6 separate regions of the Mus musculus genome follow, and all the other regions are linked to region 4. A link is a contact called in public HiChIP or PLAC-seq and promoter capture Hi-C data. All regions are on one chromosome and are shown on one strand. The core of a region is the stretch at or near the end of the contact, and the rest is flanking DNA. Distances in the headings are between cores, read along the strand shown.

Region 1 (4,381 bases), core at 1,787-4,286, 1.2 Mb after region 4:
TCTGAATGTAATCCACTGAGCACTCACTGGAGAGCTTTCCTAGGTGGCAGATAGATGTTTCTAAACAACTACATTCCACAATACACCTATTAACTTTTACTTTACTACATGCAATATACTATTTAATATACTACATTCATCTATTTCATCATCACTTAATGATACCTTGTTGGTGTGAACAGGATTGTTTAAACAGTATAAAGCTTATTTATATATACCTCAACAAGTTGTGCTTTATTTAGACCTGGTCTGGTTGGAAGCTTGAAGTGTCTTTTGTATCTTCTAAGTGTATTTACTTGTAATTGGTACAAATCAACCTAGAAAAAAAAAATAGATGAGTTAGTTCACTCTGTTGAAAAGATATCATTGATCTGTATTATGACACTTCACACAATGACTTCATTTACACACTCAGACCTGTACTTTATTAAACAGTTCCATCTTTGGGGGATACATATTGTAAACTTCCGGAGAAACAAAAGAGGAAGTTGTATGTCAAGAGCTGTAAGAATGTCGTCTGAGATTTAATATTAGTATAAATACATCTTCACTGACTGTATATAACTTTTGAGATTTTTCAGATGCTTTAAACAGTTAAAGAAGAGCTCAAATATTTACAGAATGGTGTTGGGATTGCCAGCATGCTTATGATTTACATATAACATGGGGAAAAGCCTGCCATCTACCTCTGGAGTGTCGATGTCCTGAACAGGCGAGTCTCCCCCATCATCATCGCTTCCTTTCCTCTTCCTTCTGTTCCGAACGCTCTGAATTAAGTTCTTATGATAGTCACAAATGTAAAGATGCCTTGCCTGTAAAGGAAAAATTTTCAAAGACTGTGAGTCCAGAAAAACTGCAGCTAAGTATTAGTAAAATGCATAGGCCCAGGTGGCTGACTAAAAATCATCTTAACAGGCCACTGTTCAGAAGATGCAATGTTTCTTTCCACTATTAAAATGTTGTAACATTAGCAATCTGGCGATACTGTTAAGGAAATGGGGGAGGGGAGGAATTGGAAGCGGTGGGCGGGCGGGTAGTATCTTGGAGAAGGCAGGCAGGCAGGAAAGGAAGAAAAATTCCAATTCTCTGGGTCTTGTCATCAAATTGCAGGGAAGGTGACCTAAATAAGTTAGCTCCTGCTGATTTTAACTTAAAAGGGAGAGGTGGCATTGCCCACAAATTTGTCCTTGTATTTTCTCTAGCTTGAGAGCAGCATTATATTACTCGTAGGTACATGCTTTCTGATTGATCTGTTAGATAGTGAAATTCTACAGGTACAAAGTATGCATTTCTTTACAAATGCAACATTGAATTCATATCCTATGTTTAAATTTGAACCCTAAGGTTTCTTTTTAAGGATTAAGCGAATATATTTCTCTGTATTTTGTGTTTTCAATTAAAGCAAATTATTCATGTTCTCTTGCAAAGTTTCTCATGGACCCTACTGAGAAACCTGCCTAAACAGAATCACAAATAAACTTTTCAAAAAAATTAATTACTCGGGGATTTGAGAGCTGTATATACAGTGGACTAGGAAATACTGAGCTGATTGACACTCTCCCCCCCCCCCCTTTTAAGGCTACAATTAAAGGCCGAATGAACAGGCTTTTAAATTGACTTCTAAGCTAAGGGTAAGTTAAAAATATACAGGATGTCTGGAGGTTCTGTATCTTGTTCTTCCTTTGCCATCAGTCAGAGCTCTGAAAAGTAGCAATGGAATTCTCTGAAACCTCATAGCTGGCCAAAACAGCAGACGTGCATAAAGACAGAAAAAGAAATCCCGATGGCTGCCGAGAGGGCTGTAAAACCGCAGAGGCTTATTTGCAGCCTTGGTTCGGAGCAGCTGCCCGAAGAGCTGACACCGCAAACAACGTTTACAATCATCTATCTCCCTGTAAGGCAACTGGTGAGCTCAGCTTGCTTGTCTGTGTTCAAGAGAAAGAGAACAACGAGGAGGAAAGAAAAAAAGAAAAGACAAAAAGGAAAAAAAGAGAGAGAGAGAGAATTGTGGGGTCCAGCCAGACTCTACTTTCCCTAGAGGAGCGAAGCTGCTCCCTAGGGCAGACACCGGCTCTGGCAGCAAAACAAAGGCGCCTCCATTCCAGAAGGGACTGCCCGGCTGCGAGAAAACTACTCCGGGCCCTCGGTGCTGCGGTCCCCTTTGTTTCGTTTCCAGATCGCAGCAAAGGAGGAAGAGGGAAGCCTGGCGTGGGAGACACGCGAGGCAGCGGGAGTCCGGGCGAGGGGCGGAGGAGCCCCGCACCACTGCGCGAGCGCGCGCTGGGGAAGGTGGCCGGAGTTGCAGGGACTTTGTTTCAATCAGAGAACCACTAATCCCACCTGCAACCCAATCCCCGAGACTCGTGAACCCCGCCAACCATCCGGCGAGGCACGCAGGATAGGGCAGGGCGGTCCCTGGGCCACTTACACTCTTATCCAGCTCGATCTTCACCTTCTTCTGAGAGATGCTCTTCTGGATCCTTTTGCTGAAGCTGGCGTTGCCTGCCGCGCGCCCGCACCGCTCACCGTCCTCCCGCAAACAACAGAGTTGCCCAGGGCCGGGACCGGCCGCTCCAGGTGGCCCAGAAGCTGACACTGCACCGGCACCGGGTACCTCTGCCCCACCGCCGGCTGCGTTCCCATTCCCCGCCGAGGCGGCGGCAGCCGCAGCAGCGACCACCGCGGCCACGGCGGCGGCCGCGTCCCCGCCTCGGCTCATCTCCTCCGGAGTGAAGCCGTTCATGTCTGCCAGTTCGGGGGCGCCGGCGCCGCTACAGAGCCCCGCTCGCCGCGCCGCTCCGCCTCCTTCCCCTGGGCGGCCGTTCACTCCGCACCCCAAGTCTGGTGGCGGCACGGTCCGACGCCCAGAGTCCAGGGCCGGCCGGTCTGTCGGTGCTGGAATAGCTACCAGGTCCTGTGACTGTGATCAGGAGTGAAGTGGCGCCTAGAAAGGAGACCCCACTCACTGTCACATGGAGACTTCAGCAGTTGGACCGCAGCTCCTCCGCCTCCTTCTCAACCCCAGAACCTGCGCGAGGGAGACGCCCCTCCTCTGGCCCCGCCCCACACCTGCCGCGCGGCCCCACGGGAATGGTAGTTCTTGATCGAGGAGCTAACTTGCGCTCTGTTCTGATTACGTGCGGGACCAGCGGGACAAACTACTCATCCCAGCATGCGTCGCGTGGCGAGCCACCCCTAGTTTTTTTTTTTTTCCATTCCAAGCACCGGGCAAGTCTGACTGTGAGGTCAGGCTTTTACCGTGTTTTCTCGCCTCTATTCTCTCCTGCGAGCAAGGGCTGGTTTTAGCTCCTCTTGTTTCGCAAAGTTAGTGTTCAGACCGCCAGCTGACTCCTGGGAAGAAGCATTAATGGTGTGTGTGTGTGGGGGGGTGGGGGGTGGGGGGGGGTAGTAAGAATTAAGTGAGAAAAAGTTTACGGGCTGTTTGGTATTTATTGAAAGAAAACTCGGGATACCTAGCGCTCTTTAGGCGGAGAGTCCTTCATCTCCATCTCCATACCGCAGCTGACTTCTAGAGCGTGGCAGGTCCTTGGCATACTCGTGTGCCGACGGGTTGGCAGGCATCGGGCTGCTTGTCGCCTCTACTGCCACTTGGATTCCTTTCAAACGGATCTAAGAGGGTTTAAGACCATTTAAAGGAAGCACACTAGTATCACGTCTGCAGACTACTCATCAAAACTTAGCCCTGGCTGTAGGGGACGAGGATCGAGAAACCTCTTTTCTTGAGTCATATGCATGCGTACATGTGTGCTTGTGTGTGCCGCGGGTGTGTGTGTGGGGGGGGGGGGGGTTGCGCGCGTGCGCGCCTGGGTACGTGTTTGTGCTCGCGTAATGTGTATTTTTGCCTGTGCCTGTGGTGGGCGGGGTGGAAGAATGGGCGTGGCCATGCCAACCCTGAACCTCTGATAATTATTAGACTTAAGCTTAAGCAAAAATAATTTATTTCAAGTGGAAGAGTTTTGAGAAAGCCTGTTTTAGATTCAACCAATTCAGTGACGATTATATATATATATATATATAATCGTCACAGAGGTCATGAAAAACTTAGGCCCAAGCTTTCACACCTTTAATCCAAAGAGACAAAGCCAAGCAGATTTCATTGTTCAAGACCAGCTTGGAACAGAGCAAGTTCCAAATAGAGAAAAGTTTAAATCCAGTCATGGTAGAACATGCCTTTAATGCCAGCATTAATGATACAGAGCCACACATATCTCTGAGTTCAAGGTCAATATTCAGAGCAAGTTCCAGGACAGCTAAGCTTAGGCTGGGAAGGAGTTGGAAAACATAAAGTTGGTAATAGAATAAGAAGGGGCCACATTCCAGCCTCAGCAAGTAGCAGAACTCAGGTGCTCCGGCTATGTGG
Region 2 (4,731 bases), core at 1,527-4,026, 1.2 Mb after region 4:
AAGGACTACATCCAATTGGGGCTGGCTTATAGGTTTAGTCCATTATCATCAAGGTGGGAAACATGGCAGTGTTCAGGCAGGCACGCTGGTTCTCTGTAGCTTAGAGTTCTACATCTTGTTCTGAAGGCAACAAGGAGATGACTGTCTCCAGGGAGCTAGGAGGAAGATCTCAAAGCCCACCCTCATATTGAGAGACTTCGTCTAACAAGGCCACACCTCCTAGTAGTGCATTCCCTGGGCCAAGCATGTACACACATGAGTTTCTAGAAGCCAAAGCTATTCAAGCCACCACAACCACACTTCATCTTCCCAATTCTACTACTAAACTCAGTGCTTGGCAGAGTCAACATTTCTTGAATAAATATGCAACTTTTATATAAGTACAATCTACTTTACGACATGATTGTCTTGTAAAAGAAATGCCAAACCACATGTGATGCTAAAGACTATTGGTTGTCAATTTGACTACATCTGAAATTAACTTTAAAGCCAAAAAAGTAGCTGGGTACACCTGTGAGGGATTTTCCCCCCTTAATTAAATCACTTAAAGTGGCCGGGCATGGTGGCCCACGCCTTTAAACCCAGCACTTGGGAGGCAGAGGCAGGCAGATTTCTGAGTTCGAGGCCAGCCTGGTCTACAGAGTGAGAGTTCCAGGACACCCAGGGCTACAGAGAAACCCTGTCTCGAAAAACCAAAAAAACAAAAGCAAAACAAATCAAAAAACAAACACACAAAAAACCACATTCCTTTAATCCCAGAACTTGGGAGGCAGAGGCAGGTGGATTTCTGAGTTTGAGGCCAGCCTGGTCTACAGAGTGAGTTCCAGGACAGCCAAAGCTATACAGAGAAACCCTGTCTCGAAACACCCCCCCCCCCAAATCATTTAAAGTGGAAGATCCACTTTTAACCCTGATTTTTTTTGAGGCAGGAAGATCCATCTTTAATATGGGCCACACCTTCTTCTAGCAGCCTTATAAAGGACATGAAAAAAGAATGCTTGCTTGCTCTTGCTCTTCCTAGAAATTACTTCACTGCCATTAGAGCCTACTTCTTCAGGATTCTGCTTATACTGAAAACCATGTGGGACATCCAGCCTTGTGGACTGAACAACTTCTGGCTTCTTGGACCTTTCACTGTTAGTCAGCCATTGTTGGACCACAGCCTATAAGTCGTTCTAATAAATCTCCTACATATAGATTCAGTCTATTGGTTTTGTTTCGCTAGAGAACCCTGGTACACGTAACACTTAAATACATGATGTAAACGTGTAGTGCATCAGTAATTTCACTTACAATGCTATTTGAATAATACACTCAGGTTTGGTGAGCTTGACTGTGCGTGTCTGGTTTATAGGTTAGTTGCAACTGTCATTTATTAGATGTAAGATTTCAGGTAGACACAATTTATAAGCATTACGATTAACAAAATTCTGACACCTTAGCCAGGTATGGTGGTACACCCCTTTAATCCCAGGCAGAAGCAGGTGAATTCTGAGTTCAAGGTCAGTCTGGAGTATTTAGTGAGTTCCAGGACAGCCAGGCTACACACCGGCCAGGAGACCCTATCTTGAAAAACCAAAACATACAACAACAAAAAGCAAACCAAAAACCAAAAAAACAAATCTGGTGGTACCCTTAAAGCGGGAAAATATGCCCCCACACCTAACTGGCACCTTATTGTTTTTATTGTCGTAGAACATAAAGGCGGACCACTGTTTGCCGGCATTAAGTATATTCGCAATGCTGAACCATCATCCATTTCCAAGAAAAACACAACGTTCAAGTCTACTTTTTAAAAAGAAAGTTAAGAACCGCTAAGTCCTTAAGCACTATCGAAAATGATCCTCACACAGGAACCAAACAGGAGGGCAGCCCCGCAAATGCAAGCAAAGTTGCTGGGGGTAGAAAACATTGAAAATCCGTGAAAACAGCGGTGCCACATACGCGTCAATCTGCGAGGGGGGGGGGGGGGAAAGAGCTCTCCACAGCCAAATCACAAGGCAGAAATGGCCTGTTAGGACCGAGCCCTCCTTCCCCGGAAAGCAGCTTGACCGGCAAGGTGAGGGACCCTGGCCTCCCACCCGCGCCCGCGAAGTGTTGGGGTGCAGTGCGGCCAACCCGCAGATCTTAGGCGGGTCAGCTGTGGAAGACGCCGTCCCGGCGCGGAGGCAGGCATGGCTCCGATCGGAGGGCGAGGGCTACTTTATTTATTTTTAAATCACTAGGGGACGCGGCTAGGAGTCCGTGAGACTCTCCGCACAGTCTGAGGCTCCCCGCCCGCCGTGCTCCGGTTCCACCTCGGCCTCATCATGGCTCCGCGCCGCGGGCTCCCCACTTTCTTCCCATTTTTTTATTTCGTGAACTCGTAGCTGAGCCCCAGGCAGGCCACGGCATCCAAACCGCGGCTGGCCTAGCGCCTTTAGTCACCTCGGAGCCATCTTTATCACCTGAAGAGTTTAGCGCCAGGCGCCCTCCTTGCTAGTTTTAAATCTGGCCGGGGCAGTTCCTCTCGGGGCCTGCCCCACCCTCATGGCCAATCAGCAGCGGGCCCGCCATTTTTCAAACGCTTTTCCTGCCGCCAATCAGGGCCGAGCAGTACATTCCTCTCTAGACCGGTTCCAACGGGTCTGGGAGTTAACGACCTGGGAGACCCACCGAACCTGCTAGGCTTAGCCTGGAGGGACGGGCCTGGCCAGACACCCACCAATCGGAAGCCTTCTCCGTGGGGGGGCGGGGACTCTCCGGGTTTGAATAATCCTCCACAGCCAATCAGAGCGGAGGGAGGTGTGGCCCGCGACTGGTCTGGTCAAGTTGCCGTGGCGCGGAGAACTCTGCAAAACAAGAGGCTGGGGATTGCGTTAGCGAGAAACCAGTTCTCGCCGGAGCTTGGGGAAGGAAGTCTCTCTGCGGAGGTCTGAGGGAAGCAGCGCTCGCAGCAGGTAAGGTTCGGCCGGGAGGCCCGGGGCTTGGCGGCCTGGCTCTTAACGCGTAGACGTGGGGGGACGTCTGCCGGGCTTCGGCGTGGCGGCTTCGGCGGCTTTAGAGGGCGGCCGAGTCTTTGGGTGAGGGCCGGGGCCATGGAGGGCGGCCAGAAAGCCCTTGAGCCCGGCCGCGTTTCTTTTTCTTTCTCTCTGTCTCTTTCTTAAAAACTGGATTGGCTGTGGGTCTCGCGGTGGCTTGTGTAAGTGTAAGGCGCGCGGCTTTTCTGTCAGGGAGGGCGCGCGGCCGGCGGCGGCTTTCGGCCTCCGGGCGAGGGGCTGAGGCGCGGGCGGGCGGGCGAGTCGGGCGGGTCGGAGCCGGCTGGGGCTGGGCTGGGCCGGGCCTGGCCGGGGCGCGCGCTCCCGCGCTCGCTCGCGGGGGCGCGCGGGGTTTAGGCGGGAAGCGGAGCGGAATCCCCCCCCTCCCCGCTGTCCCCGCTCCCCTCCCCCACGCTCCTCACTCCTTGCAGCCCCCTCCCCGCGGGTCCCCACCCCGGTCCCCGGTCCGGACACGGCTTTCTCCTCGGCAGGTAGACAGACGCCGCGCCGTCGTCATGGGCAAGGGTGACCCCAACAAGCCGCGGGGCAAAATGTCCTCGTACGCCTTCTTCGTGCAGACCTGCCGCGAGGAGCACAAGAAGAAGCATCCCGACTCGTCGGTGAACTTCGCCGAGTTCTCCAAGAAATGCTCCGAGAGATGGAAGGTGAGGGAGGGAGGGCGGGCGGCGCGCGTGCCCGGCTGCAGGCCGTTTCCGGGCTGCTTTTGGCGGGTCCCCGCGGGCGGGGGCGGGTCGGATGGGGGGGGGGGACGACAGGGACCAGGGAGCGCGCGAGCTTTTGCCACCCTGGGGACCCGAGGGTTTTAAAGGTTGGTCTCCAAGCCGAGGGCGCCCTTAATGCAAATGCCTCAGAGTTTACAGATTGACTCGACTTATTTGTTTATCCACTTTCTTTATTACTCGGACAGCTAGGAGCTTTGAAGTCCTTGCCGATTGACTCGTTTTTTCTGCCCCATAGACCATGTCTGCAAAGGAAAAGTCCAAGTTTGAAGATTTGGCCAAGAGCGACAAAGCTCGTTATGACAGGGAGATGAAGAACTATGTTCCTCCCAAAGGGGATAAGAAAGGAAAGAAAAAAGACCCCAATGCTCCGAAGAGACCACCGTAAGTTGATCTGAGAACTAACGAACCCATCGCCCCCCCAGCCCCCATCGTCCTCTATTTGTTAACTCTTGCTTCCTTGCAGGTCTGCCTTCTTCCTGTTTTGCTCTGAAAATCGCCCAAAGATCAAAATTGAACACCCAGGCCTGTCTATTGGAGATACTGCGAAGAAACTGGGTGAGATGTGGTCTGAGCAATCTGCCAAAGATAAACAACCGTATGAGCAGAAAGCAGCTAAACTAAAGGAGAAGTATGAAAAGGTACGGTGCCTTTTAAATAATAACTGATATTTCTATATGATATATGTCAGCTGTAGGAACTTGGGATATTTGTTAACCACTGCCTGTCAGTTTTTGGAAACCCCAGATGAAAGTTGAGCAGTACAGACAAGTTCACCTTGTGATACTGTGTTTTGTGGCCCTTGCAAATTTCCTGCCTGTACACTCGTGGTAGTTGTGTAAATCTATTTTAGAGGGTAGAGTGCCAGCTATGTTTTTAGGTAGTTTGTATATTAAATATAAATATAAGGTGCGAAAGGGGTTGACATTGATAGTAAAAGTGCAGTAACTGATCTCAGGGAGCTCTCATTAGTT
Region 3 (4,662 bases), core at 432-2,931, 1.6 Mb before region 4:
TGGTCTTGCGAAGATCTTATGCCCCAGTACAGGGGAATGTCAGGGCCAGGAAAGGGGAATGGGTGTGTTGGGGAGCAGCGTGGGGGGAGGGTATAGGGAGGATTTGGGGATAGCATTTGAAATGTAAATAAAGAAAATATCTAATAAAAATAGTGTGATTTTAGAATTCTGATATAACATTTTAATTATAAAATTAAAGAGAATGAAGTTTTTAAAAGGCAACTAAAAATACTATTTCCCCAGAAGTGTTTATGCTTCTTTAGCAATCTATTAAAAATCAACACAAGGAGATACCAGATCAACATAAATTAAAAAAAAATCCAACTAGTCTTTATATACACATTTGTAGACCTCACTTTAAAAAAGAAACTTTCCTTTTATGGGTATCTTTTGAAATAGATTATTAGTTAATTTCAATTTAGAAAAGTTTCCAAGAACTCTTAATGTGCTAAAACTACCACTTGTTACATTAACCCATAAATAATCCACTAAAGCAAGTTTCCCAAATTTTCTTGAATTGACAAGTTTTCAGAGTTACTGAAGTTCGTCAGACAGCCTCAGATTTCTGTCTTCCAACATAAAACTATAACCATGGCATGGCACATTCTGGTTGCTGCAGCACCTTGCAGAATAAAGGAATACTTACAGGTTTCAGTCACTACTGTTGCAGTGTTAAGTTCTCCCCGTTCAAAATAATGATAAGAGAACACAGGAACCAGCAAATGTATAGAATATTTTCATCATTTTTTAGTTCAAGTTTTTAAATCCTCATAAATTCCCTTGCATCTAACTAGTTTTGTGATCATTGTAACCTAGAAATGATATGATAGTGATAAATTTGGCAATTATAATATCATATTATTAAATTGAATACTTCATATTTCTTAAACAATGGGTGCGTATTTCTTAGTATTCTTTGGAGGATAGTTTGTTCTGAGTAAGTTAGAAATATATCTTCAAATCTATGTTAAAGACATTTATATAAAATAAATGATGACATGTGATTGATATATGATCTAACTTTTTAGTGTATTTTGTGTATTCTAATTCATTTTTAATAACATAGACTTTGCTCCTATGAATACTTGCATACAAATGTGGATACATCGGTAAGAGAACAAGAAAGAATTTTTATGATCTCCTTAATATACAACAATCTTTTCTCAGGTTAGTATTGCCCTTATAACATTTCTTTTTAAAAGCTTTCTTGGTACAGCCATTTCAAAGGGACAAAGTAATCTATGCAAATACGTCTTGCCCATTGGTGGAATAACATTCTAGGTTATAGACACCCATATACTTAAAAGCTTAGAAATAACAGCAAAAATGTGTTTAGAAACAGCCCCAGCTTCCACGCAGGGGGAATCCTCATACATGTTGAGTTCTAACTATGCCTTATAATACTCAGGTGTGTGGCTGCAAAACTCCTGGGATTAGCTCCTCAGGCATCATGGCTTGCACAGCACTGTAGGAGGCTCAGAGTCCTAGTCTGCGACCTTAGAGTGCTGGTCACCAACGTGAAGCCAACTCATTCAAATATCATCCTCTTTGATTGGGCGCTGAGCAAAGTCTCCTACACTGCAACCCCACTTGAGCCTTACCTGAAGGAGACAGCAGTTGCAGCTCTGGACAACCGCAGGTGCTGAAGCAGGACCGGCCAAAGGGACCGCCCTGGCCCGCGCACCCGCCACGCCCTCCTCGCCGCCCACTCAGCTCTCAGGGGCGGGGCGGCCCTGAACATCCCTGAGCCAGAGTCGGGTTCCGCCCACCCTTCACAGTGCAGGTTGGGGAGGACAGCACTCTGGATCCCGCCCCAGAATTGCACGTGACAAGCACCCTAGTATCTGATTGGAGCACATGGGACAGGGAGGCGGAAGTCCCTGGTGACCCCTGGAAACAGGGCCCGGAGAGTTGGTTACCTAGCAACGCGGCTGCTGTGCAGAAGATGTGATTCCTAAGCTTTGAGTCAAAGCTTCAAGCTAAGCATGTACATTATTTTAAAAGGTGGAGCAGAAGGAATACGTCCCACTAGCGTTGTCACTGCCTAATTTGCTACATCGAAGCTGTACCTTATATAAAAATGAATCGAATGTACAAGAAATAAATCACCTGGTTTCTACATTAGTCTTGAAGCATTGCTTGGAATGTGAGTCTAGAGTGCTCGCTGTCCTGCACGTCTTAATATTTCATTGGTTCAAGTAGCCGCATGAACCACATCTGTGAATGAAATTGTTTTGATTAGTCCAGCTGCAAGCAATTAATAAAACTGTCCATAACATGAGCAAAACATATTTGCCCCGTGGACACTGGTGGAAAGCATATGCTAGTGTCATGTAATTAGGGTTTATATTTCTGAAGTAGCTTCTTTAATTTGGTCCTTTAGTCAATACATTAGAGGAAATTGGCCTTCGTATACTTGAAACTGACCATTAAAAGCACAGTATGCACTCCAAAGGGAGTAAGCAGATGTTCAGAATCAATGTTCTGAGAGACCATGATACAATACAAGGAACATGGATACAAGTTGCCCCAAATAGTGTGTTCCACCGTGGAAGTAGTTAACAAACTATTGTCATAATACATCAGGTAAGCAAGATACATAAACCTGGGAAATCTGCTAGATGCTGTCTAAGGACAATCCTTAGCCTGTGGTTAGTAGAACAGTCTGCCAAGTTAATATATTTGAAAAGCTTTGCCATAATAGTGAAAGGCATGTTATATCAGATACAGAACAATAAACAACTATTACAGGGAGTAAGGTAGTCCCAAATAATTTTGGCGATGGACTTTTGGCCAACTCTCTACAAACAAAATTAGTCTGTAGACTCTTCTACATAACCGTGAATTTTTTTTTCAGAGAAATTCATCCCACAAAGTGTAGTTCATTTATGATATTTGGAGCTTCAATCATAGGCCAAGTTCTGAACAATCATCTACCCTTACAAGAGAAAATCTCTGGAAATATTTCCTATTCACCTTCACAATGCATACTGCTACTGTTTTCTTCCAACATATTCTCTAGAGGCTCTGTTTCCTTAGAATCACTTATGCTATATTTGTAAATCAAAATTTACTTAAAACTAACTCTCCTTATGGAAAATAAATTTGTTAAAAGCTAAGACGATTTCTTACAACTGTTTGCCCTATCCCATGTTGAAATGACTAACAGTAGCAGGTCTCCAATAAATGTTTGGTGAACGAATGAATGGAAATTAAACAGCATAGAATATCTTGAAAATCCATGTGTTAATGCATATAGCTTTATGTACTGAACTCTAAATGTAGTTATGTAAGATACTATGGGTTGATTTCAGAAGAGGGACTTTTAGAGAATTTTTTTTCTTTAACTTTATTCAGGAAATAGAAACAAATGGGATTTTATAAGATAGAAAAGAATATGGGCAATCTATGCAGCATGATCTGTACTGGGAAAGCACATCATGAATTTAATAGATCATGTCCTGCTTGCTTTTTTTGTGGAAGGTGAATGTGGCTGTCCACAGATAGGAAAGGATCTAGAGACTGTGAAAGGAAAAATAAAACTAGAAATATAGAAAAACTAGATGTGGGGAATACAGAATTCAGGATTTAGGTCAAACATTAACCTCTCCTGGCCAAGAGAATCCAATTGAAGCTAGTAAAATTGAGCTTTTTCTTAAAGAATGGCATCTAGGAGGTTGTATATAAGGATGCAAAGAGATAAACAGCATGCTTGATTGGGAGGAAAAAAGAAAGTTGTTGGTTGCCTGGGCTGTAATGAAGAAAACAAGAATGTTAAGGGGACATTCATGTAAACATATATTACATTTTTTGGAATTGTCTTATCTTCAAAGTAGAGAAATGTGTGCTTGATAATGGATCTAAAGAGAAAAAAAAGATCTCTCCATGTAAGAAAATAACAGAATGAGACATCCACACCCAGCAGTCCATAGCTGTGCATTCAGCTTTTAAAGAAAAAATACTGATGCATAAAAATATTATCAATATATGTCCATATACATGTCTATGTCTATAAACACCACTTACACAGCACACATATGAATGGGAAAGGACAAGGTGTGGGAGCTGGTTTCTCCTTTCACTATGTGAAGCCCCAGAGCTGAAATCTAGTGGTCTGGTTTGGTAGCGGGCACCATTACCAGATGGTTTGGTTCCATAGTTTTTTCCATAGAAGATTTAAAGAACTACAACCATAGTTAGATCCAGAGGAACAATATGGTGTCATCTCTAAAGGAAGAATGGCTTCACTCTGCTTTTCAGTCTTTTATTCAGCTAACACTTGATGTGATGTTCCCATCTCAACAGGAAAAAAAAAAAAAAAAAAAAAAACCAGTGTCAGTCATTCAGCATGACATTTTCGGAGCCATTATTAGTTCTTGCCATTTTAAGTACACAGAGTTCATCGTCGTTAAGAAGCACATAAAATATGCTCACACAGTACAAAAGGTAAAAGCAAGGTTCAGACATCTGCTTCCAGAAAGTATACCTGGAGCCGCTTTGCTATGAAAACAAAGCAAGAGGTTGCTGTGTCTGGGAATCCCAGATGGAGCAATTGGTGGAAAATATTTCAGAAGACTTCAGATCCCTAGATACGGCCTCCCCCCACCCCCTTTAAAACGGGCTTCCAGCACTGATTTTTAATTCAAGGTTTAAGTCTCTTAA
Region 4 (4,571 bases), core at 792-3,291:
AGGAATCTGAGGCACGATAAAGGGAAGAGCAACACCCTCCGCGTCATCTGAAATCTCAACCATAGACCCTCAGACTCCTGTTTGGCTGTTTGGTGTTTGGTTTTGGTTTTGTTTTCTTTTTTTCATGACACCAGTCTCTTTAGTCTGAACCAATCCTGTCCTTTCTTAAAGGAAAACTTAGTCTCCTCCTAATCTCGCCAATGACTACCCGGTCCTAGATCCATAATGATGGGCTTGACAGTAAAACAACCTCTCTCTCTCTTCACCAGCCACTTTCTCCTAAAACTTCGCATCAGGTGCTGTGCCTTTTAAATTTACTCATACTGGCTATTACTGCTCTAGCTGATTGAAAACCTTTTGCCAAATGTGGCGCTCATCTCCATCAAAGCTTTAGGGACCACTTGACTTTTGGAACGGTTCCTCTCTGTTGAGCGCTGCAAAGCCACTGCTCTTCAGACATCTTCACTCATAGTGCAGTAGCTGTTTTTGTTTTTTGTTTTGTTTGTTTTGCTTTGTTTTTCTAGCTTTGGGCAAATCCTTCCTGGTGAAGATGTGTTCTTTTTCTCAAGCCTTCAGCCCTGGCTTTCTGTTATTTGCCTGTCTTCTTCTTATTTGTCTCTGCTGTTCTCATTCAACATCAAGCCCTTACATACACCCACTGGTGAGTTTCAGTGACGAGTCCCACACCCAAATGTATACGGGTAGGACTAACTGAACTTAGCAGTTTACTTGGGAGAAAAAAAACAATAAGAGAGGAGGGGTTGTTCGGGCATCTGAGGAAACTTGGAGGGAGCAAGACATATTTCCTTGTATATGTGCATGAAATTCTCTAGAATAAAGAAAAAATTAAAATACAGTGCCTCTACTTCCCCTTCTCAGTACAATGCTGGATATAAATATGTTCCTATCTTCTCAGCATTTTTTTTCAAGATCTAGTTTCAAGGCAACTTTGAAACCAGTTGGCTTAACACCAACTCTGTATTTTCTGCAGCCTCTCCAAACACTTCCCTGAGGAACCGGGCACATTCACCAAGGCTTCCTTCACTAAGCAGGCAAAGTACACAAAGAACTCATTCTGCTGTTAATCTCGGGCTTCCCGCGTGCTCAGATGTCTTTGTGCCTGAAAATAAATGCCAATGAATTAAACTGACAGAACGCACTTTGAAGCCTGCCGCTGTGAACGTGAGAAAGGGACTTAGTCAGTGGACTCGTGTCCTGGCAAACAGTCACCCTGGCATAAAGTCAGGGCTCCAGTTCCTGCAGGTCTGGGGACCTCAATACCAAATCTGGATTACTGAGCCATAGGAGCCAAGGTGGTCCAGCAAGTAAACTTCCATCAAAATCACAATATGCAAGGCTACCACTGATGCTGGCATGACTAAGGACAGTTCAATATGACACACAATGGACACTGATCTGAGACAGAAACTCCAGGAAGATTCTTAAAACTCTGGCGTTGGAACACGATTCAGGTTTTGGGAGTCAGAGCAAAATTAAACTCTTGTGCTCACTGTTTGTACAAAACGTCAGTAAATAAAAGCGTTATCCTCACTCACCCCAAGCCCATAACTATATTTGTTTATGAAATGAGAAGTTATGAAAAAGCTTAACACACACACACACACGTGCACAGCAACGCCCCTTAAAATATTGTTTTTGATTCCTTCTTTTGCTTGCTTTTAATTTAATATTTATTGAGGCTGTGAGGAGAAATCCAAGTTTCCAAGCCTCTTCTCTTCTCTCCTGTAAGATTAACTTTTGAGTCGTTCAAGAAACTTTTCCAGAAAGTTTGTCTTCCTTCCTTTCAGCTTTTCCTCTCTTAGCTCACTGTGTTCATGCAGCCAGAGGCTTGGGGAAAATTCCTGCTGGGGAATCTGCAACAGCTGAAAGCCTAGAAGGCAAAGATCACCTTGTGCGCCGACCCTACCCTGGTGCTCAGGGGCAGGTGACACAATGTCGGTTTCCTAGGCGCTGGCTTGACAGTTTCATCCCCGCCCACTGGCAAGAGAGCTCCTAGGGCCGCTGCACACGCGCACGGAGTGGGCTATAAAAGCTGCTGCGGCGTCCAGACTCTGAGCTCGCCCACCACCCGCAGAGACGCGACCCGCCATGCACGTGAACGGCAAAGTGGCTCTGGTGACCGGCGCGGCACAGGGCATAGGCAAAGCCTTCGCTGAGGCTCTGCTGCTCCATGGCGCCAAGGTAAGGACTTCTCCGTGTCCACCCACACGCCGCCGGAGCCCCTGGGGTGCCGAGCCCCAGGCTCGCAAGCCGACCTCCAACGCTGCTGGCAGAGAACCCGAACTTGGATGAGCACATTCTGAGGTCTAAGAAGGGAGCGTCTTTTTTATCCATTGCTTGTGTGTCTGTGGCTTGGTGGCGGCTGTTTCCTTCATAGGAGACCCGCTCCCTCTTTTCTTGTTTGTAGGTAGCATTGGTGGATTGGAATCTTGAGGCAGGTGTAAAATGTAAAGCTGCCCTAGATGAGCAGTTCGAACCTCAGAAGACACTGTTCGTCCAGTGTGATGTGGCTGACCAGAAACAACTGAGAGGTAAGACGTTGGGGAATCAATCCATAGACTCGGGAACACACCTTGTGCAAGCAGCAACCTGACTGCCAGGTAGGAGCAGACAAGGCTGAGAGCCAGCAACGCTCTCTCACGGGAAGCTGTGACCTTCTAACTCCAATGGATAGTTTGAATTTCTGTGCTTCTTTCTGATAACCCAATGGACATAAAAAGTAAGACAGGACTGCCTAAGAAATCCTTCTGTTTTAGCCACTTGGCAGCACAGAATGTAATCAAATCTTTTGTGTATTCGAAGACAGTGCTGCTACAGTTAATTACCCAGTGAGGGGGACAGGCTGCGGAACTATGGCAAGCAGTTCTCAGAGAGCTGGAAGACTTCTCCAATAACAATCAAACTCAGCGTGCCTTTCGCTTAGACACTTCAGACGCCAAGTTCCAGGTCATGGTCACAGGCAAAGCAATTGCTTTTAGCCAGATCTTTGCTCGGTTTCCCCTCTAAGATGGCACTTAAAATAATAACTGTATGGCGTTAAATTTCTTCTTCTTTAGAATTAAAGAAGAAAAGGCTCTATCGCTTTTCCCCAATGTTTTCCTGTTTTTCTGTGGTCTCTTAAAATAGATCCATCTACTTGTGAAATGTCAGGAAGAATATTGTCATCAGCAATGCACACTGGCTGTATAGAGGGCTCAAAGGATTTCCCTAAAGATAATTTCTCCAGGAAAATATAGAAAAAAAAAAGATGTTTCAAAGGGCATTGTTCAAATAAACAAAGTAAATCGGTAGGCACCTTTTTAATCTGGAAGTCAGAATACAAACCCAACCTGCTCTACAGTGTCTATCAATGGAATCCTGAGATCTTAGGTTTCTTACATCTTAGAATATACCCTATGAATAAAAATGGACGGATCCATTAGAAGACAGTGGACCTAAGATAGGGGTAATTGGATTAAAGAGAACATCATTAACATCTGAAAATGCTAATCTGTCCGATAGTAGAGGTAGCCTTTATGAGTAGAAGAGATCTTTAAGAGAAGTCATAATAGAACATCCTTTGCCAGAGAATGGTTTTATTGATACTATATCATTTAGTTTCAATGACAGTCATGCCCAGTCCCAACATTCATGCTACTGGACTAGGGACCAGTAAAGATAAATTATATGGCTTCACGCATGGTATTTAATGTGTTATTCTGCCAGTATTTAAAATGAGTATCATGTCTACGAATATATTCCTTAAACATTAAGTGATTGTGAAGGAACCTCAAGCACACAGTAAATGGCCCAGAAGACCTGTCTATCATAAGAAGTCCCCACCTTGTTTAGAGACCCTCATACATAAAAGGAAAGGATTCTTGAAACTTCAGAACTTAGGGCTGCCCACAACTTTTAAGACTGTTTAGATACATTGGGCTCATAAAGACACAGAGCTGAAAGGGTTCCTGCAGCCCATCTAGATACGTTATGGTGAAAATCAGCAAACCAGAATAGCACAAAATGTTCAGACAAATTATAAAGAGGATCATAGCATGTACATGACAGAAGGAGCTAAACTTCTAAGTCACTTGAGCTGAAATCTCAATGAGATGTCAGACAGCAGACAGCATAGGACACTTTAGTAAAAGTCTAACCAGTGGCTTCCAGGAGGGAAGAAAATTAAACCTAGACATGAAACCTAGACATTTGCTGGAACCAATTTACGACTTAAGGAACTGTTTTAAAGTTGCACTGAAATATAAATGATATATATAATATCACTATATATCACTTTTAGTTTTGGTTTCCGGCTTGGCTTAGTAAGTATAAAATGATGCTTATGCAAAGCTTTGTCAATATGCTTAACAATCACCTTTGATGGTTGTTAATAACTTTTTGAATTTATTTCAGTCAAGATAAATTTTGGGTTGATCTATCTATTTCAAAGAACCCATATGTTCACTTGCAGGCCTAAGAATACACATCTTCCATAGGAAAGAAAAAAGATAGTTGGCTGCAGTCTGAAGTAATAGAGATAGATTGAAAATGACCATGGAACTTGTCAAATC
Region 5 (4,995 bases), core at 1,727-4,226, 1.4 Mb after region 4:
TGGGCAACATGTTTTCTGACCATGCAAAAGATTCCCTGGCACTCTACACATCTAGCATGGTGATACACGACTGCACTTTAATCCCTGCACTCAAGAGGTAAAGGCCGCAGGATCAGAAGTCTAAGGTCATCTTCAGACAGACTGGAAAGGTAAGGATATTTAAAATATCATTCAGCTTTGACAAACGCCAAGAGGCTCAGAAGAGGGAATTTTTGTCTTCACCTCACTGCTCTACAAAATTAAAGCAAAGACATCTTCAAAGTGCTCTTTACTTCCTGTAATAACAACTGTTCAAGACAGAAGCGGTCCTGAGTGGACGGAGCCACGGGCCTATCTGGTGGAAGCAGAGGCAGAACTTTCCTTCTGGAGGGATCAAAGAGGCCACATATAGAACCCACATCCAAGAAAGAGAAGCAGGTCCTCATAAAAGACCTGCAACCTCAACGGAAAAGTACCACAAGGTAGAGGAAAAACCCAGGACTCTGGGACTCAGCATCCCAATCGGCCCTAACTCTCCCCTAGCACTGGGTCTCAAGAACCCACAGGTTCCTTTTAATCAGAGGGAAGAGGCAGTCTTTAATGAACAAACACTCTTATGACATCTGACACCTAAATCGCTTTAGATTACTATTTGCTCGTAAGTTATTAATGCCCCCTGATACCTGAGCATTCTTTTTAATACAATGCTAGTAAATCTTGAAAAATCTTTGTCTATCTTGGGCAAAATACAGAAATGACAAGTTATACTAGGTCCATTGGCAAACTTATCAAATAAATTGTACAAAAAAATTAAGTTATGCTCACTTTATAGACAGTAAGGTGGGCACTATAGTTTATTATATATCAACACTAATAAACTACCTAGAAAGAAGTTATGATGCACCCCAACTTCTTTTTCCAACTTTTTGAGACTAGAGTCTCCTATAGGCCTAGCTGTCCTTGAACTTATATATGACCTTCTTCAGCTCCCCAAATGCTGGGATTACTGGCAGGCGCCACCGTGCTGGGTCCAATCATGGCTTTAAAAGGATCAGAACTACAGGACATTTTGAACATAACTAGTTATAGCAGGTTTTCAATTTCCTTCTCAGAAAAATGGGGCTTAGGATTTTCAGCATCATATAATGCCTCTTATATAAAAGAGCAGTTCATGACTTGAAAAAATCAATTTCAATATTCATCTCATCAAATCAGTTTGAGAGCAAAAATATACAAAAAAAAAATCACTCCAAACACAGTGAAAAGGAAAAAAAAATTCATCAATTTAGACTTTGGTGAGACTCCACTTCAGTAAGGCCAGCCCCAAATGCAGCAATTTACAGATTAAGTTGTGTGTGTCATAAGCATCAACTGAAGAGCCCTACTCTTGGAAGGTCGTCACAAGCTTTTCCCCTCAACTTCCTGACGCTAACTTTCCAAAAGTAAAATTAATAAAGTAGATTATGTAGCTGCAACGCTGATTTTGCAGAAGGCACTTTCTTAAGAGACTCCTCCCACGGCTGCTCAGCGTCTGTGTCCAGAACTCCTAGTGTCTCCCACTTCTTCTGAGTCTAACCTGGACTCGAGGTTGTGGGGCTTGGAGGGCTCGGGGATGAGGAACTCCGGGGGAGCAGGGGGTGTAACGGTTCACCAAGCTGAGGGGGTGGGGGTTAAGCTGGGGAGGTGCGAAGCAGTTCGCGCCGCCAACTGCCGGGGCGAGCGTAGCGCAGTGGCCGGATCCCGGTAACTAAAGTTCCGAGAAGCCTGACTAAACCCTCAAAGCCGGGACTGTCAAGACTAACGCCGGCGCCGAGGGCGGCAGACGGATGCGTCCCAGCGGAGCGCGCCTCTCGGCGTCAGGCTGATGGAACAGGCAGCGAGGGGCGGCCAGGAGCCGGCACAAGTTAGGTCCTCGGCCGGAGCAGCCCAGGTAGGGCCGGGGGACTGGAGCCCGCTCCGGATCCGCAGGACGAGGGAGCACAGCGGGCGACCGGGGCTCCCAGGCGCCCCGGTGCAGGGACGCCGATCCGGGTGGGGACGTGTCTCTCCCCTGTCCGGGAATCGAAGGGACAAGGGGTGCGGGGCGAGGCCTCAGCTACACGTTGCACCCGGCTCCCGGCCACGGGAGTTGCGGAGAGGCGGCGCCGTGGGCTGGAGCCCGAGGCGGACAGGCTAGGGGCGCCCCCGCGGCGAGCACCCGGACTGGGCGGGGACCACAGGAGAGGCTGGACCGCGGGGCCTGCTCCACCGGACCACGGCGGCGGCGCCGGCATCTCGCCTCCTTCAGGCCTGCACGCGCCACAGGCCGCAGCTCGGACCAACCCCGCGCCCGCCTGCCGCCAGCGCGGGGGTCGTAGCCCCGAGTCGGACGCCGAGCAGCCTCGGCTCCGGGGAGCCGACTCTGTCCTGCGATTCCGCCCCGGCAGTCCCGGCGTTGGAGCGGCCGCCTATAGCCGCCACCACGGCCGCCGCGGCGGCCGCGGTAGCGGCAGCAGCAGCAGTAGCGCGGGTGACGGCGCTGAACCCGGGGCGGGGACGCGCGGGAGGAAGGGGCGGCCAGGGGGCGGGCCGGCGGCGGCCGAGGGGTACCCGCGGCGTAGGGCTAGGCGCCCCCGATCGGCCGGCGCCGGGCCAGCGCCACCTGCGGAGCTGCGGCGCCCACGCGGCCGCGACCCCGCCGCCCCTTGCTCCCGCCACATACACACACACACACACACACACACACACTCACGCGCGCGCGCAAAAAAACAAGTTGCAGGTCGCCTCTGCCGGAGGGGGCCAGGCGGGTCACTCACCCTCATCCTGCTCAGTGGGCTCTGGTCGTCGGGCCGCGAGGACAGGGAAGACCAGAGGACCACGAGCCCCAGGAAGCTTCCCACCACCAGCAAACTGCGTAAGATGAACCCGATCTTCAGCCTCATCTTCCTCCGGCGGCGAGAGACACACAGCCCGGCGCAGCCGCCGCCACCGCTCTCCCCTCCCTCCTTCCCCCTCCCCCGGCCCTCCTCCTCCTCCTCCTCCTTCCCCCCCCCCCCCCCCCCGGATCACTACGCCCGCCGCCCTCCCCACCGCCTGCCCTCTCCAGCACCAGATCCGGAACTCCCCTCGGCTTTACCTTCCCCTGGCTCGCCCCTCCGCCCCCTCCCCGCGCCTGCCTCTGCACTGCTCTGCCGCACCCCCTCCCCTCCGCCGGCCTCCGCAGAGCTCCGACCGGCCGGCGTGTGTAGCTTTCCAGGCTTCCCTTCTCTCTACCTGCCCGCTCTAGCTCCGCAGTACCCCCTTCCTCCACCCGCGACCGCGAGAACCCACCCCCCACCACCCGCGAGTCCCTAGTAACCTTGGAACTAACTTAACACTTTCCCCCAGGTCTGGTCTTAGCCTTTGCCCTAAGGCTCCGCTTCCTAAAGCTTGCAGATCCCCAAACTTTTATTGTAATTAGGGACCAAAACTCTGTCCTTGACGCCCGTGCCCTGCCAGGATGCTGCCGCCCGGTGCCCCTCAGGTGGACCTGCAGACGCCCTAGGCTGCCCTGCCCTTCCCGACGCCCACTGCTCAATCTCCCCAGCCAGAGGCTTGCAGGAAGGAAACCAGGAAGTCAGCCACCGCTGCTGCAGCAGTAACTCCACGTGGCTGATTTATAGCTGTTTTTTTTTTTTTTAATCTTGTTTTTTCACAGGGCTCCTTAAGGAGGTGGATTTGTAATCGAAAGGCCCAGGTGAGATGTGCAAACACCACAGAACTAAAAGAGGACTCACTTGGAAAGGCAGTATTGCCTTCTCTCTTGGGCTAATTAGAAAGCCAAGTCGACTAGCTAATTCTCACTACGGTCCCTGTTAATGGACTTGCAAGTTCCTACTCTGGGGAAAGTGGATTTCGGGCTTTTAAAACGTTCCGTACATGCATCGTTGCTTCTCTCACAACTGACTTTTCCAGGAAAGGATATTGGCAAATGTTTAGCTACACGCCTCTCCCTTGTACATTGTGCCAAAGATGTCAATCACTTTAAATCACAGTCTGCAGTGTGTGCCATACCCCTAAACTACTCAATTTGTTGAACAAATGCTTTTCGGTAGCAGGTTTAAGGATGGCGTAAATTGACCTTTTTAATCCTAATATTGCCTTATCTGCATGTATTTTGCTTTCGAAACAAGTGAAACTTGGTTAAGTCTCCCCTAGTGATCAACAGTATATGCATTGTTATTCAGATATGGTTGTCCACTATTGAGAAGATGGAAAACTGACTGTGATTATGAGCATAGCTGGGAAGTAGCCCTCATCGCTGAAGTGATGGGAGCTCACCCAACTGCTGTTAGTAGTCTAAGATGACCTTGCCACCACAACTTGAAATATGCAAGGCCAAAAAGTTAGAAAATGATAACCAGGTATTCGGTTGTAAAAGCCGGTGTTCCTCTGAGTTCTTAACATTGTTTAAGTGAAACTGAAAGTATACCTTAAAATATACGATTTTCGCCACACTTGTTGGCAGTTAGCCTTTGTAGAGAACTCTTTAGAAAATGAGAAGCTATGTTAAATGATTGGGTCAGGAAAAAGTCACACTTAGCCTCTCTGAGCCTAGGGCCCTTATCTGCCAAAATCATGATTATAATACTTCATAGTATTGCCAAAAGAGATAATTGAGGCCAAGTGCACATGCAGATAATAAAATAAAGCACAGATAATACGAATAGGGTAAGTCTTGGTGATTATGGGTATAATTCTTGTGAACGCCGCAGCTATTACTGCATGTAGAGATTGCCACTCTGAGCTGTTTCCGACTTGTTGATCCTTGGGTTAGTGGTCCCTGAAGAGAGTAAAGAGTTGCACCTAATGGGAGGGGAGATATGAAGAAGAGAAGCAGTAGTCTCTGACAGGTTATGAGGTCACATGTGAATGGTGACAGGGTTGCCTTTGCCTCTGAGGCCAGCTGGAGACTCATTGCAAAGGAATAAAACTTCTGAGCAGACAGTATGTACCCAGTGGTTCACGCCTGTCGTCTAAGCTTTCTACCGCCTGAGA
Region 6 (4,917 bases), core at 606-3,105, 1.8 Mb before region 4:
GTTTTTCCTTCTCTAACCAAAATGATTTAACTGTATCTTTTCTTTCCTACCTTCAACTTGCTGTTTAAACGAAGACTTAAGATATACGCACATGACTCCCAGGCTGGGGTGGAGTCATACTCCCTCTTCCCCTTCTCCTACACTCGCATCTCATTTCAAATGTACAGAAAAGGCAATGCCAGGCTTTCTTGAAGGATATCAGCTGTTATATCAAATGTGATGAATCCCAGGTCACTTCTTTCTCTAGGGCCCGTGAAGTCTTCTACATTTTTTCTAGAAGTAAAGATAAAAGTTTTACCATCCCTCACAGTATCACACTAAACGTACACAACTTGAAACAGGAAGGGCTCCTTGTGTGCAGAAGTCACACCCAAGTTTAACAGCGAAATCGTAAACTTAAGAGTAAGCTTTTGTCTGAAAATAAATATTATAATTCAATACAAGAGAAGGCAGTCAGTGGTTTTCATCTGCCTAACGAGGAGCCCTGAGAGAACACAAGGGAAGAGAAAAAAATAAAACTAAAAAGAAAAACGGAAACACAAATACTTTATGCGGAGCAGGCCACAAGATAATCTGGAACGCAGCACCTGATTATAAGCACATGCCATATGTCAGAGCCAACATGCACTTTCCACAATTATCTGAAATCCATACAACAATCCTTCCAGTGACTTTCTTCACTTACAACAAATGTTAACACCTGCGACTGCAAGAAACCTGTTTAAGATCACAATGTTTAATATGTTTCAAGTTTATCTAGGTCACCACAGAAGGTGATGGCAGGGCCGGTATCTAAGCTACGTCTATTTAAATCACCAATAGTACCTAACAAAAAGTGTTGGGGATAAAAATGAAAAATCAAAAGCAGCAGCAGTAGTAAGAGGAGACACTTACTGGTGATTCTGACAAACAAATTAGTAAACCAAGGCTAAAAGAACGGGCAGATTGTAGAGGACAGTTCACACAGAGCATACAGGAATTAAAACCACTGCGTGAAAGATAAAAGTGCCAGAAAAATGGAGGGAAATGCTATAAATAAAACAGGCAGTACGGGAAAAGAACAGTCATTTCGAAATTCTATTTTTAATGTCTCCTAAGACTTATTCAGGTTGCTGGCTAAAGAATGACGTTAAAAATAACAAGAAACTGGGATGTTTAAACCGCCCCTGTGCATCCTGCACATCCTAACTTCAAGGCAGCAGCTGCCAAGTAGTGTGTCCACGAGGGACAGACAGACGTCTTCAGGGACTGTCAAAGAGAACCAACTGGGGCTGGACGTGACACCAGAGCCACCCACCGAGGCGCCTGGATGGACACCCAGGCCAGGGGGGACTGGGGACTGGCTGAGGTCCCCACGCGCGCTTGCAGGCGGGGAGGCGCCGGGCGGAAGCGCGGGTGTGGGTGTGCTGTTGTGTTGCTCCCTCATTGGCCCGGGTGGGTGAGGGACGTGCAGAACAGGAAGGAAGGGGAGCGCTGACCCAGGCCACTCGGGAGACGACCGCGCAGGGCTGGGGTCTGAGGGCCCCGGGACGCGCGTCCGCGGAGTGGACGGCCCGCGGCGAAGCCCTCGGGGACCGCGCACACAGCCCCGGGCGGGGCCGGCCGGCCGGCCGCACTCACAGCATGATCCGCGAGACGTGCAGCCGCACTGGGACGCTCCTGTCTTTGAAGGCGGTGGTGATGAAGCAGCCGAAGGTGAGCGCCGCCATCACGCTCAGCGAGAAGGCGAACAGGGAGTTCGCGCGCGACAGGACGGTGTTCATCGTGGCGACCTTTCCCTCCCGGGCCCCGGCTCCCACACTCGCACTTCAGGCTCTGCTTCCCGCGGCCGACCAGTCCCCGCCCACCCGCGCATCGGGTGCGCACGTCCCGCCCCGCCCCCTTTCCGGTCCTCCGACGGGAGCGCGCACGCTCCCACACCCTCTGGGTCCCACCCACTGGGCGGCCGTGCACGCGCCGGAAGGCGGTGCTTTCAGTGAATCCGCCAATCATCAAAGAGCACGGGGGTTGGGCTTTGCCACGGGGGTGTGGGGGGAGACCCGCCTCCTCCACTGCTCAGTTGTTCCATGGCCTCTGTGGCTTGGTAGGGAAGTAGCATTTTGCGAGTTGACCTTCAGTTAAGTTTATAGGGACAGCGGCCCCTTAACTGTTCTGTGGTAGTCACTTTTCAAAACGCGTGGTCCCAGCTCACCTCTATCAAAGCTGGTAAAGTTGGACATTTTTGGAAAGGAGGAAAAATGAAATCAATCAGGCACCTAAATAGCAGTCAGGGACACCAGTGTTGGTATGCAGCCTTCGCACTAGACAATTAGTCAAATCCCTGTTGCTTTGCTTTCAACAGAGAACCGAACCTCTACTTAAGTTACGTGTTTTATACCACAATCCCAAATATTTCCACTTATCCAAAATAGGTTGTTGTACAACAGCTGCTGTAAACCATGAAACGGTGTTAATGAGAAACTGATATTGATTAAACTCCTCTCAGTCATTACCATGCAATTAATTTTCATACAGCATACAGGCAGGATCATTAAGAATTGCCTAGTGCATATTCTAGGCCTCGAATGGAGAGTGTAACAGAATAGACCCTGGCTCAAATAGAATAGAGCCAATAAATGAAATATGTAGCAGTTATAGTCAGAGTGGTCTTTAGATGTGTTTAAAACCTTGGTTATTCAATCTCTCGGGTAGCCACACTGTATTCAGTGAAGGAAGGTTTTAATAAATAGTTACTGTGCTGCAAGTGAGACACAAAAGTATATTGATCACTTTGTATAAACCCTACTGAGGTTTATAACTGAGTAAAGTTATCAAAATCAAAGCAGCAGCTTAAATTATAAAACAGGTATAAATACTGAGGGATGCTACATAGTGCTAGAGACAAAATGAGGAAGCCATGTATGTGGTGAGACAGAACAAATCAACCCACACACTACCTAGTATTATTACTATAGAGTAACTTAGAGAAAGGATGCCTCTTGTTACAGATGATGAGTGCCAGGATACATGCTATGAAATATACTGAACACTTAGAGGTATATGTAAGACACACCCAATAATCTGTTCCCAGTAGGTAAAGAAGTACCTGTGAAACAAAAGACTGAAGTGTACCTGGGAAAGTAATGGCCTGTTGGATGCTGTGGAGATATTTAATCTCAATTGGGGTCTTAACCCCACCTTTGATCATTCAGTTCCTGGATAAAAAGACACACACAACCTTTATATGTATATTAAACTCTAAGCAGCATAAAAGCTGGGCAGATATCCATCCTCTGTGGTATTAGAATCTACTTTCCTATCAATAACCCAGAGTTTTTACTTACTATGTTTCATGTGGGCTGCTTGTAACTCCAAGCCCACAGGGCCATGACTCCTAACCCTTGTTAACTTTCTCTTCCTCCTTTCCTCTTCTCTCTGCTTGTGCTTCTCCCAACAACAACAACACCCCCTCCCCCAGAGCCCGAGAACCATAAAACCTGCTTATGTCTCTTCTGCCCAGCTATTGGCTGTCAGTATCTTTATTCACCAATGAAATAACTTGGGGGCAAGGTCACACAGCTCACTAGGTTTAGACTCCCTCTTCTCCAAGTCTTGGGGACCCACACTTAGCATTACAATACAAGCAAATGGCCATACCTCAACAATTATAGAAAACCTGTCTGTGAATACTGTAGAGAAAAATGAAATCATGAACTTTGCACATAGTGATGCAACTAGAAAACATCATACCGAGGAAGGTAACCCAGACTCTGAAAGAGAAACTTCACATGTTTTTGTTGTTGTTGTTGTTGTTGTTTCTCATTGGATGCTCCTAGTTCCAAATTTTCCAATGTAAATGCATAGCTTGTAGAAACCAAGAAAGCAAAATAGGAGCATTAAAAGGCTGGGGAGTTGGGGAGCAATAGAGAGAGGGCTAGCAGGGTACAAGTAATCTGATCAGGGAACTGGGAAGAGGGGTTCTTAGGGAGAGAGGGAGATGTATACAGAAGGTGGGAGGATGTTAAAGAGGAAAGGCAGAGTACAGTGATCTGATAGGGGAAGGGTAAAGGTCACTTCTCCAGGGAAGGAAAAGGGGTAAATGCAAGAAGGGAGGAAGACAAGAAAAACAAAAAGGATTTCTAAAAAAGCCAAAGGAAATCATACTGTTAACTATTTACCTAAAATGATCTATTATGCATGTAATTCATTGTATAAAAATACATATATAGATTTGATGAACTTTTCTCCTCTGGGCTGAAAATGCTCCCTCTAGGATCCAAAGACCACTTAACACAAAACCCAGTACATGAGAAAGCATTTTTTGAATTGTTGGCCAGGGTTTTCCCCAGGCATACAACCTATTACTGGTGCCCTTGGTTGACTTTCAACAGGAAAAAGCAACCAAAGTCCTACCAAGCAATGGCATCTATGAACCACATCAATGAACTGCATGGCATGGCACAATAACCCTAAAGGGGTGTAGTAGTGGCCTGATTGGCTTAGCATAACCACTGGCCTTTTAATTGGGTTTAAGAGCCTCTCAACAGGAGGGAAGCTATGGTACTGGAAAGCTAGCTAACTACCCAGTGCTAGTGAGTTATAGATATTAGAGATGGATCAATACCCACTATTTTAGTAAACCATAATAATCCTTAACAATCCATAAGTATTTGTCCTTAAGCCCACAAGTGTAGTCTTCACCCTTCATCATAAAGTCTTACCACATGACCCACTAAATATGAGCTGAACAAGGATTGTTTTCATAGACAATGTCAGCAGAGGAAGCCACCCTAAGAGTGAACAGTATAATTGCTGGGTTTGATAACTCTAGTTAATCGAATGTCCTCGATTAATGTATCACATAATTTAAACATCCAGTGGATTTTTGACAAAATGAAAATGAGGTGGGATCAAAGCATGTTCATTGATGTAAAAAGA

What was found. Promoter capture Hi-C pulls out the DNA fragments that hold promoters and counts their contacts. HiChIP or PLAC-seq counts read pairs in DNA pulled down with a chosen protein or histone mark.
Region 1: a promoter capture Hi-C map of liver shows a contact between it and region 4, with 2.8 times the contacts expected there. The contact joins the promoter of Sap30 here to the promoter of Hpgd in region 4. A contact is called at or near these places in 5 of 39 promoter capture datasets (the 3T3-L1 cell line, the C10 cell line, liver and 1 more) and 1 of 115 datasets of contacts at active chromatin or transcription factors (pro-B cells).
Region 2: a promoter capture Hi-C map of liver shows a contact between it and region 4, with 3 times the contacts expected there. The contact joins the promoter of Hmgb2 here to the promoter of Hpgd in region 4. A contact is called at or near these places in 2 of 39 promoter capture datasets (cranial neural crest and liver).
Region 3: a promoter capture Hi-C map of cranial neural crest shows a contact between it and region 4. The contact joins the promoter of Wdr17 here to the promoter of Hpgd in region 4.
Region 5: a contact with region 4 is called in a FOXA1 HiChIP or PLAC-seq map of pancreatic cancer cells. The contact joins the promoter of Galnt7 here to the promoter of Hpgd in region 4. A contact is called at or near these places in 1 of 39 promoter capture datasets (liver) and 1 of 115 datasets of contacts at active chromatin or transcription factors (pancreatic cancer cells).
Region 6: a contact with region 4 is called in a promoter capture Hi-C map of liver, with 3 times the contacts expected there. The contact joins the promoter of Spcs3 here to the promoter of Hpgd in region 4. A contact is called at or near these places in 8 of 39 promoter capture datasets (the 3T3-L1 cell line, the C10 cell line, cranial neural crest and 4 more).

Annotation. Positions count from the first base shown.
Region 1 is chr8:57,484,824-57,489,204 of GRCm38.p6, forward strand. It overlaps Sap30 (sin3 associated polypeptide), which reads right to left and starts at 3,037. Exons shown (of 4, transcript NM_021788.2): 1 at 2,429-3,037; 2 at 687-812; 3 at 219-317. The coding sequence starts at 2,743. 2500002B13Rik (RIKEN cDNA 2500002B13 gene) reads left to right here and starts at 3,140. Exons shown (of 4, transcript NR_126553.1): 1 at 3,140-3,370.
Region 2 is chr8:57,509,067-57,513,797 of GRCm38.p6, forward strand. It overlaps Hmgb2 (high mobility group box 2), which reads left to right and starts at 2,777. Exons shown (of 5, transcript NM_008252.3): 1 at 2,777-2,939; 2 at 3,509-3,682; 3 at 3,996-4,141; 4 at 4,224-4,398. The coding sequence starts at 3,533. 2500002B13Rik (RIKEN cDNA 2500002B13 gene) reads left to right here. Exons shown (of 4, transcript NR_126553.1): 4 at 1,022-1,196.
Region 3 is chr8:54,722,687-54,727,348 of GRCm38.p6, forward strand. It overlaps Wdr17 (WD repeat domain 17), which reads right to left and starts at 1,682. Exons shown (of 30, transcript NM_001372370.1): 1 at 1,602-1,682.
Region 4 is chr8:56,292,511-56,297,081 of GRCm38.p6, forward strand. It overlaps Hpgd (hydroxyprostaglandin dehydrogenase 15 (NAD)), which reads left to right and starts at 2,042. Exons shown (of 7, transcript NM_008278.2): 1 at 2,042-2,202; 2 at 2,429-2,552. The coding sequence starts at 2,110.
Region 5 is chr8:57,650,079-57,655,073 of GRCm38.p6, forward strand. Galnt7 (polypeptide N-acetylgalactosaminyltransferase 7) reads right to left here and starts at 2,977. Exons shown (of 12, transcript NM_144731.4): 1 at 2,775-2,977. The coding sequence starts at 2,900. It overlaps AW046200 (expressed sequence AW046200), which reads left to right and starts at 1,675. Exons shown (of 4, transcript NR_040698.1): 1 at 1,675-1,909.
Region 6 is chr8:54,528,143-54,533,059 of GRCm38.p6, forward strand. Spcs3 (signal peptidase complex subunit 3 homolog (S. cerevisiae)) reads right to left here and starts at 1,856. Exons shown (of 5, transcript NM_029701.1): 1 at 1,621-1,856; 2 at 200-273. The coding sequence starts at 1,763.